Linked DNA regions of Mus musculus: all the other regions are linked to region 1. A link is a contact called in public promoter capture Hi-C data. All regions are on one chromosome and are shown on one strand. The core of a region is the stretch at or near the end of the contact, and the rest is flanking DNA. Distances in the headings are between cores, read along the strand shown. Region 1 holds the start of Gch1 (GTP cyclohydrolase 1). Region 2 holds the start of Cdkn3 (cyclin-dependent kinase inhibitor 3). Region 3 holds the start of Atg14 (autophagy related 14). Region 4 holds the start of Fbxo34 (F-box protein 34).

Region 1 (3,473 bases), core at 682-3,181:
TGGAAGAGCAGACAGTGCTCTTGACCACTGAGCCATCTCTCCAGCTCTTCATCTATTTTTTTTAAAAAGTATTTGTTTGTTCGTCTGTTTGTTTATGGGTTATTAAGGCAGGGCTTCTTCTTTGTGTAACCTTGGCTGTCCTGGAACTCTGGAGTCCAGGCTGGCCTTGAACTCAACAGAGATCCATAGGCCCCAGATTCCCCAGTGCTGGGATTAAAGGCGTGTGCCCAGTTTAAGTATTTGTTTTAATAAACAAATTCTTTTTAAAATTATGTATGTGTCTGTGCGTGGGGTTGTGCATGTGATTTCAAGTGCCCGCAGAAGTCAGGGGGATTGGATCTCTTGGAGCTGGTTGTGAGCTGCCTGAGGAAGGTGCTGGGAGCTGGGAAGAGAAGCAAGTGCTCTTAACTGCCGAGCCATTACTCTAGCACCCCTCTTGTCAGTGGTTGGTTTGCCAAGGACCAGTTCTTGGCAGAGTACACACTGTCCGGCTAGAGGGTGTAGCTAGCTGCCCTAGTCCTCTTGCTGATCACCAAATTCAGGGTAATGAAAGAAAACAAGCTTCCCCTAGTCATTGTGAAAGATAAGGTCAGAGCAGGTTAAAACAGCAGAGCAGCGATCTGGCAGCTCACAAATATTATTATCTCCCTAGGCATAGGGGACTCCGGTGAGTGCCATGCACCATAACTCATGCCTTGAGAGAGGCCAGAGGGTTTTCTAGAGTGGCAGGTGTGTGTGTTGTATACATTTTAAACGACTGAACAATTTTCAAGTCACAACTTCTCCAGTCTTTAAAGCAGGAGAGAGGCAGGGCTCATGCTTTTAATCCCACCGTTTGGAAGTGTGAGGCAGGCAGATCATTTGAATTAAAGGCCTTCCTGGTGGTCGACATAGAGAACTCCAGGCCAGACAGAGCTGCACTGTGAGACTTGGTCTCAAAAAGTAAAACAAAGCACAACAAAAGAATGACACCCAGCACTTGGGAGGCAGAGGCAGGTGGATTTCTGAGTTCGAGGCCAACCTGGTCTACAAAGTGAGCTCCAGGACAGCCAGGGCTATACAGAGAAACCCTGTCTCGAAAAAACAAAAAAAAAAAACAAAAAAAAAAAAAACAAAAAAAAGAATGACTCCAGTAGAAGTATAAACAAGGATGGGGGTGAGGGTGTGTGGGACAACGACTCGTGAGCCCTCACCCTAGACAAAGAGCCACAGGTGACCGAGGAATGCTTAGACTGAGGTAATCTTCCCTAGGACAGAGAACACCAATACCAGATTAGCCCCGAAAATGTATACACACAAGAGACATTAACCAGACTGAGCAAGTTGTATTTATATATTTAGAAACACACATACATACATACATAAGAACTGTTAAAAAAAGAGACTGAATGTAAAAGAGAACAAGGTGTGGGGGGGGGCGGGGTGAAGGTATTTGGGAAGGTTTGGAAGGAAGAAAGGGAAAACAGACAGGAAATTATTGTAATCTCGGAAAAAAAAAAGCTAAAAAGAAAAAAAATATTTAAAAAAGAGCACAAGGTTGCTTATCACCAGAATATTTGCTCCACCCTGCCTGCCCCAGCAAGGTCACCTGTTAGTTAGCTCATCTTTCTCAGGGCAACTAGACCACAGCATTTTTGCGAACACGCCCCCTTTTCCGGTGGAAAGTGAGGGAGAATCGGTGTTTCTATCTCGGAGGTTCCAGCTCCCCGGATTCTTGGCTTTTTGTAGACTCAGTTCTTCCTTTTATAAGTCGAGGGGGTCTAACCAGAAGCTTGTCTTGTGTAACTGCGGGGGTTTAGGGGCCACCCAGGAGGGCGGGGCTCAGGGGCGGGGAGAGATCCATGACGCAAGAGGCTCCGGCCAATGAAAATATCTCGCGGCGCCGGCCGAGTCGCCCTGCCATAAAAAGAGAGGCGCGGCGGGGCTCCCCAGCCGGCGACTGCCCTAGACTCCGAGAGTGTCCCTAGGTGCTGAGCCCCAGTCCGGGTGACGGCCACAGGTTACGGCCGCCGGCTAAGCTGAGCCGCAGCGCTTGTTAGCACCCTAGGGTGTCTCGGGAGCGGTCGCGCCGGGTCCATGGAGAAGCCGCGGGGAGTCAGGTGCACCAATGGGTTCTCCGAGCGGGAGCTGCCGCGGCCCGGGGCCAGCCCGCCTGCCGAGAAGTCCCGGCCGCCCGAGGCCAAGGGCGCACAGCCGGCCGACGCCTGGAAGGCAGGGCGGCACCGCAGCGAGGAGGAAAACCAGGTGAACCTCCCCAAACTGGCGGCCGCTTACTCGTCCATTCTGCTCTCGCTGGGCGAGGACCCCCAGCGGCAGGGGCTGCTCAAGACGCCCTGGAGGGCGGCCACCGCCATGCAGTACTTCACCAAGGGATACCAGGAGACCATCTCAGGTCCGTGCGTGCGCCGGGGTGTGCTGGGCGCCAGGAGGCGGCTTCAGGAAGCGTGGGCAGCTCCGGGAACTTTCCCGAGTTGCTTCACTTTTGGCGCAGGGAGCCAAGTTGTCAGGTCCCGGTCCCAGCTGTGGCCCCAGAGCCTCCACCTGGCGGAGGCGAGGGTCCCTCCTGGCTGGCACTCAGGGCTCTGGGGAGGGTGAATGCATAGCCACTACACTGAACTCCGGGGCGGGAAGGGATGTGAGACCCTCTTACCCCAGCGCTCAGAACGCGATTAGGCACGTGCAGCATCCACCGTTCCCCCCCCCCCCCGCAAGGATCCCGTGGACACTTGTTGATGGGACGCGTCTTGCTTTTGGGTGAAGCCAGGTTTCCGTTACACCCCGTGAGCCAAGTAAAGTTAGGTACTTGTAATGGGGTAGGGAACTTCAGAGAACTGGAATTTGCATCCAACTACTCTAGCTTAGGACTTTACACCAAAATTTGGCACAATTCTGGATTCGGACTTCCTAGCAGTTTGAGGTGTGGACTTTTCTTGAGCTAGCATTATTGCTGAAAGTCTTTAATGTTTGCTCCCTCAAAGAATAAAGGGACACTCCACCCCACCCCCGCGCTGATACTCTGATGGTTGAAGTTCACTGGACCTGGGATTCCGTGCTTTTGCCCTCCTAGCCACCCACCTCCACCCCCGCCGCCTAAAATCCACAGTCTGAGCCTGCTGGCATCAAGTCTTTCCCAGCCAGTGACGAGGCAGTTGCTGTGGGTACAGAGGCAGGGTGAAGAGGAAGTGGAAAGCAGGGCCTTGCTGCCTATTTGGTTAAGCAGTGTTGGCCTTTATAAAAAAGAAGCTCTGGTTCCTTTGGCTGAGTTCAAAGGCCTCATTTCCAGTTTACATCTGGGCATCTCTGTGACGTGTGTCTTTGCCTCCACCATTACACACGGAAAAAACAAAAAACCAAAAACAAACCACACTGCTTTGAAAGGTAGTAATCCTGTCTGTTCCTGAAGGCATTGAGAGCATGGGGACCCGTCCTAGAAAGAACAATTATTTCTGCCAAACCTTCCTCGACCTCAAAGG
Region 2 (3,473 bases), core at 294-2,793, 430 kb after region 1:
AAAGGTGTTAAACTAGCAGAAACCATGTGCTGTAGAGTGGAAGGAATGACTGAGCATTTAGGGAACAGGGAAGGGTTTCTTAGAGACCATTGAGCTAAGCTCTGAAGGAAGAACCTGCAGGTTTGTAGGTAGACTAGGAAGTTAAAGCAGTCAGTGTGAAAATTCAAGAGCTAAGGCAGGTATGATGGTGCAAAGCTTTGATGTCAGCATTGGGGAGACTGAGGCACAAGTTCTAGAGCAGTGGTATACATGGCCAGGCTGGCTCAAAAGAAAACACAATATGGGTGGAAGGGTGGAGGATTGTGTATTCAGTAGAGATGACCCAGAAGAGACAAAGCCAGTGGACACTGCTCATCCCCTTTCTAAAACAAAAACAAAAACAAACAAACAAACAAACAAAAAACCCTTTCCACTCCCTAATTGGAACCATCTGAGATCAGACATTTGAACAACACGTGTATACAAAAATATTAGTTTTAAAGAATGTCAAAAGGAGAAAGTAGACTGCGGCTGTGTGATTCCCACATCCATCCAGATCTACCCCTTCCCAGGCAGCAGTGGACTACAGAGGACTCACTTGTGCTTGCCAGAGGAGGTAGATCTCAAGAGAGGAGGAAATAGCGAGCTCTACGTGTGTTCAGTTCCTCTATACCAGAGGTCAGATAGCTCACTCTTCCTCTGGCAACAATGCAGTCGGTAGGCAGCTGACACAGTGGACACAAGACTTGCAAGAGTAACCACCTGACTGCTTGGCTTTCAAGCTCTTCTAGAAAGGTCTTGCTGGAGGAACAGGTGATAACTGGCTGAAATTATAGATTGCGGTTTCTTTGGATTGCTCTTTGGTATAAAACACAACGGAACCCAAATGAAGCCTTTAAGTGGAGTGTCAGCTATGAGGTAGAAACGATATGTCAGGTGGGGCTTCCAAGTCATGGCTAAGACCCCTTTTCTTTCTCCTATAAAACCAGATTTTAAGCTTGTGTGACTTTTCACTCCACCCCTCTCAGCCTGCTGTGGATAAATGCTAACAGGCTTAGACGTCCCTGCCTTCCTCAGGCCCAGGGATTCTGACCTGCAGGAAACAAGACGCAGTGCCCTGAGCTTTCTGAGGGAGGGTGGCTATCGTGATGTCACTCACAAACGGGGTCGTTACAGCCTCTGCATCTGAGGCATCAAGCCACCCACAACCCCGGCCGTGACAGCCTCTGCATCTGAGCTGTCAAGCTGAATGGCTTGGCCCTCTCTGGCAGGGTCGTCGTGAGGCCCCTCAGGTGGGCAGCGAACCGCAGTGCCACAGATCTGCCACTCAGCCTCCCCGACGCGCAGGGCGGTTACTGTGCGAATCGCACCGCTGGCCGCCCAGCAACGCAGCCGAGGCGGTCCAGCGTCTGGCCCCGTGGCGAGGATCCTTCGGGTCCCGGACAGCCCCACTCACCGGCTTCATCGCGGGTCGCCACTCGCCGTAACCAGTGCCGCCGCCCTCGCAGCCTTTAGGACACCGCCCGCGAAGAGCCCGCCCCCGTCAGTCCATTGGTCCGCCCACGTAGGAGGTGGCGCGGGGCGTTCCAGAAACCAATCATATCCTCGCTCTGTTTCTTACTCCGGGGCCTTGCTCAGCCTCTGACTACTCATTGGTTCAGAGGAAGTCTTTGAAAGACGCGCGGAAGGAGGGCCCGGAAGAAAGGGGATTGGCTTGGAGGGCTCCGCCCCTCCGCCAGTTGAGGGCGTGGACGTGGCGAGAGGCGGAGCGAGGCGAAGTGGTTCCTCACAAGTCCAGCGCTTTGGAGACTTTCTGGACTTAATTTCTGAATGATACCAGGATAGGGAGCATTTTCTTTTAAATTGTTTTAACTTTCAGGGCGTGGTAATTGGTGGAGGAGAGCCTTGCATAGGAGGTGTCCCTGGGAAAACTGACATTGCTGTCATATCTAGTCATGTAGATACTTTGGAGAATACTAAATAAAGAGCATAGGCATACTTGACATTGGATGTTCTGTATGTTCTGGATGTTCCAGGATGTACATAAGTTAATGTGTAGATCAGTCTTCCTGTTCACCAAGTAGGAATGTGCTAATATTGTATGAAAAGGAGATAAAATGATATGGGGGTTGGGGGTGGGGTCGACCTTGTCAGGCTTAATCAGCGCCAATATAAGACTGTTCTGAGCCTGCTACATGGGCGCAAGGAACTGAACTAGGGTCCTCTCTGAGAGGACACGCTCTTTATTGGTGAATCTTCTCTCCATTAACTCCCCTGCCCCCCCCCCCCCACCTTCCATTTTCAGTCTTCATTTAGCTGGCTTTGGGAAAGAAAGTCACCTGGAGCAATAGTATCATGGAATTTGAGAAAAGCAGAAGTTTCCTCTTTTACCCTTATGTCAAAGTCAGTGGGCACAGGGCTAGTAGTTAGGGAAAGAAGACAGCACGATTTGACTTAGAAATAGCATTAGTCACGATCCTTCGGAGAAATAGAAGTTGTGTGTGTGTGTGTGTGTGTGTGTGTGTGTGTGTGTGTGTGTGTGTAAAAGAAATGACTTCGGAATGCTGGTGAGTTCAAAATCTAGTGAGAGGTTAGTGGCTGTTGACTCAGAAGATCAGATCAAAGTTCAAGTTCAAAGGCAGAGTGTTGTGGGGGCCAGGAAGAGTCTGTGCTGTAAATTAACTGTGAAAACCATAAGCTAAAGAATCCTCCTTGTGTTAAGAGAATCTTAGCTTTTGTAATATCCAGGCTTCCAACTTGGAAGACAATCTGCTTTACCCAAAGTCTACCAACTTAAATGTAAATTACATCCCCTAATATTCACAATAGTGTTTTTCTAAATATCTGAGCACCTGGCTTAGCCAGGTCAATGCATGTCTTAGTTAGGGTTTCTCTTGCTGCAACGAAACACCATGACCAAAAAGCAAGTGGGGGAAGAAAGGGTTAATTTAGCTTACACTTGCACATTGCTGTTCATTATTGAAGGAAGTCAAGATAGGAATTCACACAGGGCAGGAACTTGGAAGCAGGAGCTGATGCAGAGGCCATGGAGGAGGGCTGCTTACTGGCTTCCTTCCCCTGGCTTGCTCAGCCTGTTTTCTTATAGCAGGCAGGACCACCAGCCCAGGGATGGCACCACCCACCATGAGCTGGGCTCTCCTCCATTGATCACTACTTGAGAAAATGCCTCATAGCAGATATCCTCAACTGAGACTCCTTCCTCTCTGATGACTCTAACTTGTGTCAAGCTGACACATAAAGCAGGCTAGTACAGTGCACAAAATAACATGGAGACCCTCTGGGATTTTCTGTAGTCAGTGAACAATTTTAGACTCATGCTGTCCATATTGGTTGCTCATATCCAAAATCGAAGATTAAGTTAGAATAACTAAGCAAGAAATGCTACTTTACAGGTACTGTCTTTTTTATTTGTTTGCTTTTTTTTGTTTTTTATTTGTTTTGTTTGTTTGTTTTGGTTTTTTGAGACAGGGTTT
Region 3 (3,473 bases), core at 658-3,157, 380 kb before region 1:
TTTTTTTGTTTTTTGTTGTTGTTGTTTGTTTTTCAAGACAGGGTTTCTCTGTGTAGCCCTGGCTTGATTTTTTTTATTTTTCTTTTTTTGATTACTCTTCTAATCCCAATTGTATTTAAACAGACCCTGGAGAAGGGGCAAAGTTAGCCAGGTTGTAGTCACCAACTTTTGATTATAGGCAACTGGCTCCTATAACCCAGGCTCTAGGCCCTACATGGCTACTGACCCTGTCCTTTCTAAGGCAGACTTCAGTCTCAAGGTGGAGTGTGAGGAAAACATCAGTTGGTACCCAGCAGGCAGCTCTGAGTGCTGGCAGTGTGACTTGGGAGAAAGAGTTCAGACCTTATCAGTGGACACCCTGATGAAGCCATTCTTGAGAATCATTGGTCCAACTGGACCTCCGGCTTTACTTCTGTTCCCTTCTATGGTTTAGAGGCATATCAAAAAAAATTTTTTTTCTGATATAAACCTCCTCTTTCTGAAGAATCTTTTTTTTTTGAAAAAAAAAAAAAAAACCACCCAAATCTTTATTGTATAGAATATATATAAAATCCTCCAAGATGCTACTCTCTCATTTCCCCATCTTCCTCTTCTTCTTCAATGCCTCTGATGTAGAGGACATTATTACACCTTTTTAGAACTTCACCTAGATGTTCAGACAGCTCCCCATCTATGTACTCTTCTGTATTTGCAAGCTGCATGTTCATGTAGCCATCCATGGAGACCAGGTACTCCATGCCCCACTTAAGTTTCACCATCACTGGCTTTCCTGTCAGTCCATTGAGAGAAGTCTTGGGATTGAGGGGTAAACTCATCGCGACCACTGGCGAGCGCTGCACCCCACTAGCTGTCGACCCCGCCGCTGCCCGCCCCTCGTGACGGTGACCGGAGCGGCTGCTGCTACACGCAAGCGACCCGCGCTAAGAGAAAATCCTTTCTGAAGAATCTTAGGAGGAAATCCTAACTATCGAGTTCAAATTCTCTTAGAACATGACCCAGAGGAGAGGGAAGGACAGAAGCCAATAGAACTCAGTTTTCTGGCTGTGCTTACAGCTAGATTTCTGTGATTACACGCTTGAAATCTGTTAGCTCACGAGGCTGCCACAGGAGGACTGGAACTCGAGGGAAATGGAGGCTACGTAGAAGCACTATCCATTAAAAGCTGATTTCAAAAACATTTATCGCCGGGCGTGCGCCCAGCACTTGGGAGGCAGAGGCAGGCAGATTTCTGAGTTCGAGGTCAGCCTGGTCTACAGAGTGAGTTCCAGGACAGCCAGGGCTATCCTGTCTCAAAAAAAAAAAAAAAAAAGAAAAGAAAAGAAAAAAACCCCACATTTATCTTTGATTTACATCTTCAGTTTGTTTGTTTGTTTGTTTGTTTGTTTTTACTGATGTCGGGAGTGTTAGCCTGCTATGGGAGGTTTTTGCTCAACCCTCTCTGGTTATGGAGGTATAGCAAGTATATCCCCAACCAAGACAAAGTCGGGCAGAGGCGTTAAAAGATTTTCTTCAAATTCCACAGCTTTTAAGAAGGAAGGTGAGTCAAACTTCAGTTAGTTTGAGATCCAACTCTCTCCCAACCTTGCTCCTTGCAGTTTTAGCCCAAAACCTAAAAGTAACCTTAATGAATGAAATGAAATCCCTTGTTCTGTTCCCGCACCTTCACTGAGAATGCTTGGGCACTTATTACTGTATTTTGCATAACGTAGAGGCTTCGTTTGGCGCCACTCCAAGGGTTGAACTGCGCAGCCGCCAAGGAGTGTGGGAAGTAGGACAAGAAGATCCCTGGTTCCTAGATTCTCCGCCTCTGAGCTCCAGCCCCAACCTCTGGACCGCCCCCTTTCCCGCCCCGGCCTTCAGGCCCCGCCTCCGAGCCCAGGATGCACCTGGATAAAAACAAAATCCCACGTGACTGGCCCTGAGCTCAGATCATCATGGCGTCTCCCAGTGGGAAGGGATCTTGGACGCCCGAGGCTCCTGGTTTTGGGCCGCGGGCGCTAGCACGGGACCTGGTGGACTCGGTGGACGACGCCGAGGGCCTTTACGTGGCTGTTGAGCGGTGTCCTCTGTGCAACACCACTCGCCGGCGGTTGACTTGCGCCAAGTGCGTCCAGAGCGGTGATTTCGTCTATTTCGACGGCCGCGACCGGGAGAGGTACGGCGGCCGCCACGGCCCTATTGTTTCTGCTTCTCTGATTCCTCTGGCCCAGCCACCAGAGGCTGGAGGCTGGACACCCTAGGCCGGGCCCAGGAGCCCTGCGAGTGTGGAAAAGAGAATGGAGCTGCTTTGCGCTGGCGCTTTGTTGCCAGTGGCAGGGTGGGGGTGGGTGCTAGGTGAACGTAGGTTGCTGTTCCCCACCACCCACCAGAGTTTCTCTAGGGTCCTCTTGGGTACTTGGGGAAAGGAAATACAGTCCTTCTGGAGAAGTCTGTGTAGAGGAGTCTTAGTTCTCCCATTCAGAAGCGTAGTTTTACCTTTTCCCGTCTTCAGACATAAATACATTTTACAGAAGGAATCCGCAGAGAACTAAATTGGTTAGGAGGGCTTGAACCTTGGTTGTCTGTGTCACAGGTGGATACAGCTCTTTGTGAACGAGGACCAGGACTAGGTTACTTCCTTCTGTAATCCCAAAGTTGATTTTGTCACTGGGGATACTGGACTGTGTTTTTGAGTTGCAAGTCCTTAGTTAAAAGAACTGCGTTTAAGGAAATATTTTGTCTTTCTTTTGAATTAAGATATTAGAAAACTGAATGCTTAGCTGAAGAATCTTTTACTCCTAACGTTTGTTTCAACAATAACGAAATAGGTAACTTTTTAGTATGTTTGTTTGAGACAGTGTCTCACTATGTAGCTCTCTCTGGGTGGCCTGGAACTCACTATATAAATAAGACTTGCCTGGAACTCGGAGAGATCCTTCTGCCTCTGCTTCCTGAGCGCTGGGAAAAGTGTGTGTGCTATTATGTCCAGATAAAACAATTTTTTAGTCCTAAATTTGAAGCATTTATTTTTTTACAACAACCCATGCAAGTTATTGCCAGCCGATTACTTGAGGAGACTTGTACGTAGTAAATGCCTTGTTCCAAGGCCCCAAACAGTTAAAACCCAGACATCCTGGATCCATATACGGGTGCATTTAACTGCAAGGCTATGTAACATGTAAATTTTGGGGGTGTTTTAATCCCCATTATTCCTGTGAATGGGGCTCATTTCTTTTTCTTCTGAAAATACTGGTGTAACAGCATCTTTTTAAGTTCATTGCTGTTTTATGGATCCACATGATGATTTTAGTACGTTATAGCTCTAAAAGTTAAACCAGTTTTGTTTTAAGAAAAACAAGTAGGAGATAGGAATGTCTCATTGTTGAGTCTTATGAAATATTTAGCTTCTACATTTTCCTATTTTTAAGATTTATTTATTTTATGTATATGAGTACACTGTTGCTGTCTTCAGACACACCAGAAGAGGGTGCCAG
Region 4 (3,473 bases), core at 563-3,062, 280 kb before region 1:
TCTCTCCTCCTCCTCCACCCCCCCCACACACCGAGTCTCTCTGAAGGAGACTGAGCCACACAGATCTAGACAAAGTTTAAGATCTCTAGAGAGGTGGCCACTGTGACTTAGATCACACCTGGGTTACTTAGACACTAGAATGTGAGGACCTTCAGAGCCTTTAAGTCATCCAGGTTCCTTGCCGGGCAGGGCAGCTGTAAAGCTCTGACGTGCCTTAGGGATTACTGTCCTGATGAACAGCACCTGGTACCACCGACCTACACTAATCTCCTGATCCAAAGTTCACCTGGCTGCTCCCGGCATGCGCTAGCCATCTCTCTTCTCATTGACAGCATGGCCAGCCTACTGTGTTCCACTCTTCCCCTCCATCCCTCTTAGTATGAAGTGTCCTATGTAACTGCTTCTGGGCCCTCGTGTCACTACGGGCAGTCAAGAGATGTGTGCTTGACCGCCAGTGCGCCAGTGCTTCTATGCAGGTCTACTATCTTTTCAAAGCCTGAGAAAAATCAACATTCACAAAATCACCTGCTAAAATTTATCATTTCACATTCGGAAGCACTACTGACAAAATGTAAGTCGCCTGACCCCAAAGGTAGTCCTCAGATGTGTTATATTACGTTACAGCCTAGTCTTGGGGTGGGGGTGGGCTGCAAAGCAGAGGCTTATTGCTGAGCTATAATCACAGAAAAAAACAAATGTCCCTGATAAAACGGGGGAGGGGGGGGCAAGAAACACCAGGATAAATTACATCATCGGGGGATTATTATTTAAGAAAAATGTTGGATTGATTCAAGCTCCCCTTCTTTGCAAGACAAAGTTCATTCAAGATCTGCTTGCCTTGGTCATTCGCTAACAAGCAGATCACTGGCAAAAAAAAAAAAAAAAAAGATAAAGCCAACTAAATTATCAGCCCTCCAGTTGGTTCAGCCCCCGCGCACCCTTTCCCAGCAACTGCTACATCAAACCATCAAACTGAGTTTAGCTTCCTGAAGGCACAGTGAACACCCTAATACCCCTTCCACGCCCAACCCCCAAGATCCCTCATATCTAAACCGAATGTCCTTAAACTGTACTACTACCGATGCTCTCCGAAATGAAGTTTAAGCACCTGACAATTATTACATCCAAACTGTACGAAGCCGAGATCCCAAGATTTTGGTTCAAATCTGCTAGGACCGAACTTCCTTTTTCTCCCCGCGGGTCCTCCCAGCCCTTCCGCGCGCCAAGGTCGCCACTCGGGGCCTGCAGTGACATCACGGTCTGTCTCGGTAGAGCCCTGACATCACCCGCACGCCGAGCCTCGGCACTGTGACCTCACCACCGCAGGCTCGCACGCCAGGGCCCCCCGGGGAGGGTGGAGGAGACGCGCCGCTCACCTGCACGGGGACACCCGGAGCCCCGCGCCCCGCACGCAGCCCACCCGCGGCGGCCTAGCTTGGGTCGCCGGACTCCGGGCCCAGGGAGCAGCCGGGCGCACGACCTCGGGGCCAGGCCGCGAGGACGGCTCTCTGGAGGACGCTGCGGCGGCGGCACCCCGAGCACGGCGAGCCGCGGTCCCCGCCCCCAACGTTCGGCCCTGCCGCGGGGAGCAGCGGGAGCCGCCACGGTGTCCACCTGCCCCGCGCCCCGCAGCCCCGCGCCCTCGCCCGGCCCACCTGTGCTTCTGCCGGGCCAGGGCCTGGCCCGGGGCTGCGGCAGCCCGATGCGGCGGCGGCAGGCCTGACTCGCTCCCCGACACTGAGGCGGACCAGGAGCTCAGCGCTGAGCGGCGGAGCCCAACGCTCGCCCCGAAACCCATTTGTTGGCTAAACCGGCGTGACATCACGCGCCGGCCCAATCGACGGTTGCCCGGGGGCGGGGCCGCAAAGCCTGCGTGCGCCAGCGCCCCCTGCGGGCGGCCGCGAGCGCTGTGGGGAGAGATGGGAGCTGCCAGGACAAGCGCCTACAAGCCTGGTGTGGCGGGAGATTGGGGAGTTTGAGTGTCACTGCACAACAAGGACCCTAACCCTAGAGCACAGTTAGAGTGACAAGTTCATTAACACTCCCAGGTGCTCCAGAAGCCTTAATACGTTTGACCCTGTTAGATATCCAACATGTCTGGGTTCTAATCTTGGTTCTACCACTAGCGTATGGTTCTATTTCAATTTTTATTTTTATTTATTTTATTTTATTTATTTATTTATTTATTTATTTATTTAGGAGACAGAGTTTCTCTGTATAGCCCTGGCTGTCCTGGAACTCACTTTGTAGACCAAGCTGGTCTCGAACTCAGAAATCCGCCTGCCTCTGCCTCCCGAGCGCTGGGATTAAAGGCGTGTGCCACCACACCCGGCTCATCTATTTCAAATTTTTAAAATGAGCTATTTAGCAAGCCCATGGCCCTGGGTTTGATCCTGATGTCCTACACACTGGGCATGTTGCTTCATATCTGTAATCCCAGAGTTTGGGAGGTGATGTCAGGTGCGCCACAGGTTCATGGTCACCCTCAATGGCAAAGCAAATTTGGGATCAGCGGGAGCAGGGCGCGGGTCCTCTCTGTTAAGAACACTGGCTGCTCTTCCAGGGGAATTCAATTCCCAGCACACCACAAGGTGGTTCGAAACTTGTCTGTAACTGCAGCCTCATGGAATCAGACGTCTTTTTCTGGCCTCCACAAACACTGCATGCACGGAGACAAAACACTATACACATAAAAAAAATTTTTACAAAAGAATATATTTTCCATAAAATTATGGCAGAAGTACCTACCAGAAAGTACATAAACTTTAAAGTTAAACTGCTAATCTACAAGAGCCTTGTAAACTTATCAGTGAAAGAAAAAAAAAAAAAAACAACAACAACAAGAAGACTCAGCACTTAAGAGCACTAGCTGCTCTTCTAAAGTACCCAGGTTCAATTCTCAGCACTCTCGTGGTGGCTCACAATTATCTGTTACTTCAGTCCCAGGGGATCCAAGACACACATCTGGTGCACACATGTGCAGGCAAAATAGCTATACACACAAAATTTTTTAAACAGCCTCACATCAGAAAATAAAAAACCTCTTGTGAAACGTGTGTGTGAAGTCTTAAAGAATCAAAATGTAGAAATAGGACCAGTGAGATGCTGCAGCAGATGAAGGTACTGACACTAAACCTGACACCCTGAGTTCAATCCCTACGACCCACCTGGTAGGATGAAAAGATGTCCTCTACATGTGGGCCGGAGTATGTGAATACCACCCATACAGACACACACACACACACACACACACACACCACACACACATACACATACACACACACACACAAATACACACACACATACACACATACATACACACACACACACACATACATACACACACACACACACACACACACACACATGCGTGGGCTGGAGTATGTGAAAAACCCTCCATACACACACACACACACAAATTTGCAATTTTAAAATATAAAACTAAGCCAAGCATGGTAGTACACATTTGTAAT

What was found. Promoter capture Hi-C pulls out the DNA fragments that hold promoters and counts their contacts. Capture Hi-C pulls out chosen DNA fragments and counts their contacts.
Region 2: a contact with region 1 is called in a promoter capture Hi-C map of pre-B cells, with 3 times the contacts expected there. The contact joins the promoter of Cdkn3 here to the promoter of Gch1 in region 1. A contact is called at or near these places in 13 of 39 promoter capture datasets (the 3T3-L1 cell line, the C10 cell line, cranial neural crest and 8 more), 1 of 484 Hi-C or Micro-C datasets (B cells), 2 of 115 datasets of contacts at active chromatin or transcription factors (bone marrow-derived macrophages and memory CD8 T cells) and 3 of 9 other capture datasets (adipose tissue, embryonic stem cells and liver).
Region 3: a promoter capture Hi-C map of adipose tissue shows a contact between it and region 1. The contact joins the promoter of Atg14 here to the promoter of Gch1 in region 1. A contact is called at or near these places in 3 of 39 promoter capture datasets (fetal liver and liver), 2 of 115 datasets of contacts at active chromatin or transcription factors (bone marrow-derived macrophages and memory CD8 T cells) and 2 of 9 other capture datasets (adipose tissue and liver).
Region 4: a contact with region 1 is called in a promoter capture Hi-C map of liver. The contact joins the promoter of Fbxo34 here to the promoter of Gch1 in region 1. A contact is called at or near these places in 4 of 39 promoter capture datasets (liver, neutrophils and pre-B cells), 2 of 484 Hi-C or Micro-C datasets (CD4 T cells and liver), 2 of 115 datasets of contacts at active chromatin or transcription factors (effector CD8 T cells and memory CD8 T cells) and 2 of 9 other capture datasets (adipose tissue and liver).

The regions. Positions count from the first base shown.
Region 1 is chr14:47,187,871-47,191,343 of GRCm38.p6, reverse strand. It overlaps Gch1 (GTP cyclohydrolase 1), which reads left to right and starts at 1,931. Exons shown (of 6, transcript NM_008102.4): 1 at 1,931-2,392. The coding sequence starts at 2,077.
Region 2 is chr14:46,758,611-46,762,083 of GRCm38.p6, reverse strand. Cdkn3 (cyclin-dependent kinase inhibitor 3) reads right to left here and starts at 1,543. Exons shown (of 8, transcript NM_001360041.1): 1 at 1,436-1,543. The coding sequence starts at 1,444.
Region 3 is chr14:47,566,868-47,570,340 of GRCm38.p6, reverse strand. Atg14 (autophagy related 14) reads left to right here and starts at 1,907. Exons shown (of 10, transcript NM_172599.4): 1 at 1,907-2,155. The coding sequence starts at 1,935. It also overlaps the pseudogene Gm6616.
Region 4 is chr14:47,470,900-47,474,372 of GRCm38.p6, reverse strand. Fbxo34 (F-box protein 34) reads right to left here and starts at 1,812. Exons shown (of 3, transcript NM_001146086.1): 1 at 1,656-1,812.